Linked DNA regions of Macaca mulatta: region 2 is linked to region 1. A link is a contact called in public Hi-C data. All regions are on one chromosome and are shown on one strand. Each heading gives the region's core, a stretch centred on a gene start, on an enhancer-like site or on the middle of the called end of the contact. The rest is flanking DNA. Distances are from core to core; before and after follow the strand shown.

What was found. A called contact is a pair of places that touch in the nucleus more often than the background predicts.
Region 2: a contact with region 1 is called in a Hi-C map of CD4 T cells, with 3 times the contacts expected there. The contact joins the promoter of TMEM223 here to the promoter of TEX54 in region 1. A contact is called at or near these places in 4 of 14 Hi-C or Micro-C datasets (CD4 T cells, fetal cortex germinal zone, fetal cortical plate and 1 more).

Annotation. Positions count from the first base shown.
Region 1 is chr14:11,222,054-11,225,223 of T2T-MMU8v2.0, forward strand. TEX54 (testis expressed 54) reads left to right here and starts at 1,430. Exons shown (of 1, transcript XM_077962609.1): 1 at 1,430-2,136. The coding sequence starts at 1,517. The coding sequence ends at 2,023. It overlaps WDR74 (WD repeat domain 74), which reads left to right. Exons shown (of 13, transcript XM_077962574.1): 10 at 19-74; 11 at 410-555; 12 at 672-728; 13 at 1,195-1,428. The coding sequence ends at 1,374. STX5 (syntaxin 5) reads left to right here and starts at 2,309. Exons shown (of 11, transcript NM_001261004.2): 1 at 2,309-2,441; 2 at 3,134-3,170. The coding sequence starts at 3,153.
Region 2 is chr14:11,265,894-11,268,992 of T2T-MMU8v2.0, forward strand. It overlaps TMEM223 (transmembrane protein 223), which reads left to right and starts at 1,343. Exons shown (of 2, transcript XM_015113958.3): 1 at 1,343-1,678; 2 at 2,426-3,018. The coding sequence starts at 1,363. The coding sequence ends at 2,718. NXF1 (nuclear RNA export factor 1) reads left to right here. Exons shown (of 22, transcript XM_077962523.1): 21 at 693-753; 22 at 876-1,221. The coding sequence ends at 914. TMEM179B (transmembrane protein 179B) reads right to left here. Exons shown (of 5, transcript NM_001194702.2): 5 at 2,948-3,099.

The DNA.
Region 1 (3,170 bases), core at 180-2,679:
CTCTGGTCTCATCCTCAGCTCAGTGATTGTGGGAAACACTCATGGGCAGCTGGCAGAAATTGACCTTCGGCAAGGTGAGTGGACTAGGGTATGTTGGGGGGAAAGGAAGGAGCAGGGAGAAGGGTAAGGATTCCCTCTAAGGCGGTGCAGTGGGGCCAGTGAGGCCTCATTCAGGTGCCAGATTGCCTGGGTTCAAATCCTGGTTTCCTCAAAAGCTGTATGACCTTAAACTATTTCAACTCCCTGTGCCGTAATTTCCTCACCTGCGAAATGGAAATATTAGTAGAAGCTCCAGTCTCAGGGTTTTGTTGCAGATTAAATGTTGAAATGGAAAGTGATTGGAACAGGAAACAATGAATGGTTGGTTATTGGCCAGCCAGTTATCACGGATGCTTCCCCCCTTCTCTAGGGCGTCTACTGGGCTGTCTGAAGGGGCTGGCAGGCAGTGTCCGTGGGTTGCAGTGCCACCCTTCAAAGCCTCTACTAGCTTCCTGTGGCTTGGACAGAGTCTTGAGGATACACAGGATCCAGAATCCACGGGGTCTGGAGCATAAGGTAAGTCGTCTCTCCCACCCCAAACTCATGGTCTTGTGGAGGCTCCGCCTCCTTTGTCCCCTTTCATGTTTCTGTCTCAGCATGCCTAGCTCCTTAAGGTCCTTCATCTTTTGCAGGTTTATCTCAAGTCTCAATTGAACTGCCTCCTCCTGTCAGGCAGGGACAACTGGGAGGTGAGCAGTTGGGTCTGGGAATGTGGGAGCTAAGGGCATAGATGTGAGGATCTCCCTATGAAGAGGAAAAGGAGGCAGCTGGAATGCAGACCTGGGACTATCTGTTTACCTGCCTGGTCACTTAATTTCTCTGAGAGGCATTAACAGTTAAAATCCTGAGGGTTATTGCCAAGAGCATGGATGGGGTTGCTTTCTGGGAGCAGGGAATAAAGGTGGTGATACCCAGAGGGATTATTTCTCAGCCAGGGTCTCCTTCCCTGTGGGTTTGTCCCTGTGCCCCTGACTACTTTTTCTTTTTTTTTTAACTTCTTTTTGTGGAGATGGGGTCTCCTATGTTGCCCAGTCTGGTCGCTAAGTCCTGGGCTCAAGCAATCCTCCTGCCTTGGTCTCCCAAAGTGCTGAGATTACAGGTGGGAGCTACCATGCCCAGTCCCCCTGACTCCTACACTTTCTTCCCACTCACCAGGATGAGCCCCAAGAGCCTCAAGAACCCAACAAGGTGCCCCTAGAAGACACAGAGACAGACGAACTTTGGGCATCCTTGGAGGCAGCTGCCAAGCGGAAGCTCTCGGATTTGGAGCAGACCCAAGGAGCTCTCCAAACCAGACGGAGAAAGAAGAAGCGGCCTGGGTCCACCAGCCCCTGACGCCCCTGACGCCCCTGTGCCTGCCCACTTTGTAAATAAACAGCTGAACATCCACCATGACCCTGAGCCTTTTGTGATGGGAGAAAGGAATGAGGGGTAGCTTGGGGTGGGGGCTCCCTGAGCTGGGGCGACGGGATATCTGATGTCACAAAAGCCGGGCCTGGAGGCAGGTAGGCTGGCGTGGGTGGCAGGGAGTCCGGGGCCCCGCGGGGCCATGGGCTGCTGCCAAGACAAGGACTTTGAGATGTCGGATGAGCAGTCCAAGGAGGCAGAGTCTGAGGCCGTCAGGGAAGATGGGACCAGAGGCACACACAGAGGGCCCAGGGAGTGTGAGAAGGGGCTTCCCGAGGGTAGGGGTGAGCTCAGAGGCCTCGTCGCCTCAGGCGCCGAAGGTATCGACTTGAACTCCCCGGACCATCGGAATCATAAGTCGAACGAAAGCCTTCTGATCACCGTGCTGTGGCGGCGACTATCCATGTTCAGTCGTCGGGGCTCCTCGCGGTCAAGCAAGAGACAATCAGACCAGATTAGGTCATCAATGTTCAGTGGTCGGGACTCCTTGCCGTCAAGCAAGAGGCAATCAGATCAGACTCGGAAACAGGAGCGTCCGATCCGAGAAGGCAACCAGGAGGAGCCGGAGAAGGGATGACCCCAGACCTGCTCTTAGTCCGCCCCAACCTCCAGAGAATAAAATTTCTAACGTGTACCTGCACCACCACTCTGGGAAACGGGCGCGGACACCGCCGGGCAGCTGGTTCTTTAAGGCTCCTCCCCGGAGGCGGGCCCAGCCCCCTGGGCTCCCGCTGTAGTACTCAGGGGCGGGGTCACGGCAGCGCCTTAGCCAATGGGAGGGGGGTCGCTCTTGCGTTTGGATGTGGGGCGTGTCTTTCGGGTCGCCTGGCTTGAAAATGCGTGGGACCGCCCCCTCGTCACCGGGGGTGGGGTTACGTGTAGGTGACGTGGCCGCTTCCAGTCTGGTCGGGTTTCGGCGGCCTCAGTGCCCAGGGAGGAGGCAGTGACGGCCGGGGAGATTGGTAGTGGCGGCGGCGACAGGCAGCAGAGGGGAGGTAAGACTTGCTCTAAGAGGGGGTCTGGCCACCGTGTCAGCTCTGGGGCAGTGGTTTTACAGGGGCGACGACTGGCAGGGGGAAGGGAACCAGGGGCAAGCAGGCAAGTCCTGCCGGCCCGGCTCCTGGTGAGCGAATTCCTTGCCGTCCAATCAGGAAAGCCTCTGTTGAGAGAGACGTCGGCATTAGCTAATGAGTGGTTGAAGTCTTCCAGAAGGCGGACCTTGGGCGGGGGGTGGGACTTCCTGTTTCAAATAAACACCCAGAGGTTTCCCCCTCCGCCCACCGAAGTGTGTCAGTCTTTGGAGGTCCGTCACCGGCCCCCCCCCGAGGGGCCGAAGGAAACCACGGAAACGAAGGGACTGGGTTAGGGCCCGGGGCAGTTACACGGGCCAGGCCGCAGTCTGAGGGCCACGGGACTTGGCTCTGGCCCTGTCTCTGCTTCAGGGCCCCCGGCCCGCGCTCTGGCCGCCGGAGCCAAGTTGGAAGAAGAGTCTGAAGCGGGTTCGACTTGGGACAGGGGAAAAGCAGAGCCCTTTCCGCTGCTGGCCCGCCCCAGGATCTGCGAGCGTCTTGGGCGCGAAAGTCCATGAGAAGTGCGGAAGGGGCTCGAGGATTTGTTGATTGGGGTGGGGCGGGGGAGTTTGGGGAAAGAAGCTGCCTGGGGAATGACACTCTCCCCTCCACAACAGTCCGAGGTTATGCGTCTCAATGATCCCGCGGAAACGC
Region 2 (3,099 bases), core at 93-2,592, 44 kb after region 1:
CCTTGTGATCCGCCCGCCTCGGCCTCCCAAAGTGCTGGGATTACAGGCGTGAGCCACCGCGCCCGGCCTAGCATAAAAATTTTTAAAGGTTGCCGGGCGCGGTGGCTCACGCCTGTAATCCCAGCACTTTGGGAGGCCGAGGTGGGCGGATCACGAGGTCAGGAGTTCGAGATCAGCCTGGCTAACATAGTGAAATCTGTCTCTACTAAAAATACAAAAATTAGCTGGACATGGTGGTGGCGCCTGTAATCCCAGCTACTCGGGAGACTGAGGCAGGAGAATGACTTGAACCTGGGAGGCAGAAGTTGCAGTGAGCCAAGATCGCACCATTGCACTCCAGCCTGGGCGGCAGTGAGACTCCATCTCAAAAAAAAAAAAACGTTAAAGGCAAATGGAAGTTCCTTTTCATATACTGTTCTGCAACTTAGTTTCTTTACTTACACCATGAACATCTTTCCCTACCACTGTAAAAAGTATCTTGGACTTCTTGACAGCTATTTAATATTCCTTATCTTTGATAAGCCATTGGTAGAACATTTGGACTTTTACTAATTTCTCATTTGTATAAATAGTGCAAGGATGTATAAGAATGTACATATTTGTTGGCAAACCTGGGTGCTTTTATGGAATGGACTTCCAACTGGCATTTAGGGGTCAGAGTTCTTACAGAGCTGCCTGTTCTTCCACTCCAGGTGCCTTCAGGACAACAACTGGGACTACACCAGATCTGCCCAGGCCTTCACTCATCTCAAGGTAAGGTCTGGAAATACAGTGGCAAAAACACTAGGATCTCTGGGCCTTCCGGAGGTCAGGTTAGCTGGGGTTGCTGAGTGGAGATGGTAGGCCTGCCTCTACTGACCTTCATTTTTCTCCAGGCCAAGGGCGAGATCCCAGAAGTGGCATTCATGAAGTGATTGTAGTCATGCCCCAGAAGCAGCCTCCCCTGTAAATAGTCCTTGGATATTACCATCTGGTTGTCGTCTGTCATCTCCTCCTGTCTGGCCCTAGGCCGCCCCGTGACTGTGACCGAGGGAGGGAGGGCTGCCTGATCCCTCTCCTCGCCTGCCCTGGAAGCCTTCAGAAGATTGAGCCTCACTGATGCCCGGAAGCCAAAGCTTACTTTGTAGAACTGACACTAAACTACCCGAAGGATTTAGGTGCTTTGTGTACTTAACCCCAGGACCTCCTTACTTTTTAATATAAAGAGTGATGTTGTATTTTGTGTTCTGCGTTCTGGATTGGTTGTCTCCTCCCAGCCCTGAGCGGGAGGGCGGGCCCTCTAGCGGGGCGGGGGAGGGGGGGGCCAGGGAGGGCGGGAGGCGGCTCCGCGACAGGAAGTCCCACCCCGGAAGTCGGCTGGCCATGGCGGCGCCTTGGAGGCGGTGGCCCACGGGGCTGCTAACTGTGCTGCGACCCCTGCCCACGCGCCGGCCCCTGCAAGGCGCGACGCTGCAACGGGATGTGTTGCTCTTTGAGCATGATCGGGGCCGCTTCTTCACCATCCTCGGGCTGTTCTGCGCTGGCCAGGGCGTCTTCTGGGCCTCCCTGGCTGTGGTAGCCGTGTCCCGGCACCCGGTCCGGGTGAAGCCTCTGGATGCGGAGGTCCCAAACCGTGGCCCCTTCGACCTGCGCTCCGCGCTCTGGCGCTATGGTCTGGCCGTCGGCTGCGGCGCCATCGGTAAGACGTGGGCTGGCTTCCCACTATGGCAACGTGGGGTGGCGGGACACGACCTTCCCTATACAGGCAGGGAGAGTTGGGGGTTCCCTATACAAGAGTGGTGGGCGGGCTTAACCCTACAGAAATTCGAAACACTGGCCGGGCGTGGTAGCTCATATGCTGGGAGGCCGGAGGCGGGCGGATCACTAGGTCAGGACCTCGAGACCATCCTGGCTAACACCATGAAACCCCGTCTCTACTAAAAATACAAAAATTTAGCTGAGTGTGGTGGCAAGCGCCTGTAGTCCCAGCTACGCGGGAGGCTGAGGCAGGAGAATCAATTGAACCCGGGAGGCGGAGGTTGCAATGAGCCGAGATCACGCCACTGCACTCCGGCTCAGTCGCACTGCGGTCTCAGAAAAAAAAAAAAAAAAAGCGAAACACTTGTGTCCCTGAGCGCTGTGCCCTGTCATAGTGTAGGCCGAGGTCTGCCCTTCACTCTGCGACCTTAAGCAAGGTCCTTAAAGCTCTTCCTCCTCCCATTAAAATGGAAACAGATGTCTACTAAGGTTGTTGGGAGGAGTAACAGGATTGTGGTGTATAAGAGGAGCTCAGTACTGCACAGAGCGACAGAGCGAAACTCAGTCTCGAAAAAGCTCAGTAAATATTACTTTCATCCCCAAGATTTCTTATTCAGAGGGCACTGGAAAGGTCGGTACTTAGACGTTCAGTGAAAACCCCTCACCCCGAACTCTGCCCTTCCTGCAGGAGCCCTCGTACTCGGTGCTGGTCTTCTCTTCTCTCTCCGGTCTGTGCGCTCAGTGGTGCTTCGAGCTGGAGGGCAGCAGGTGACCCTCACCACTCATGCCCCTTTTGGCTTGTGGGCCCATTTCACAGTTCCTTTGAAGCAGGTATCTTGCATGGCCCACCGAGATGAAGTCCCTGCCATGCTACCTCTGAAAGTCAAAGGCCGACGCTTCTATTTCCTCTTGGACAAAGCTGGACACTTCCCTAACACAAAACTCTTTGACAATACTGTGGGTGCCTACCGGAGCTTGTGAAGAAACAACCTCAAGTCACTCACCTCTCCAACAGGGGGATAAAAGCTGAACCTTGGGGAGCCAGGTGTGTTGGTTCACACCTGTTGTAATCCCAGCACTTTGGGAGGGTAAGGCAGGAGGACTGCTGGAGCCCAGGAGTTTGAGACCAGCCTGGGCAACATAGCGAGACCTTGTCTGTATTTACAAAAAAAAAAAAAAAAGTCAATCTTAGAATGGAGTAACAATCAGGTCACACAAGGAGGTTAAGATTCATTAACAACAAATAAAGGAGCAGTCATCCCTAGGGCAGCTGCGTAACAGTACCTCTAAGTTTCAATCCATGTCTGCTTAGCCTTCACTCCTTCCTCCTATCTAGTTGTACTTTAACATCAAAAACTCACA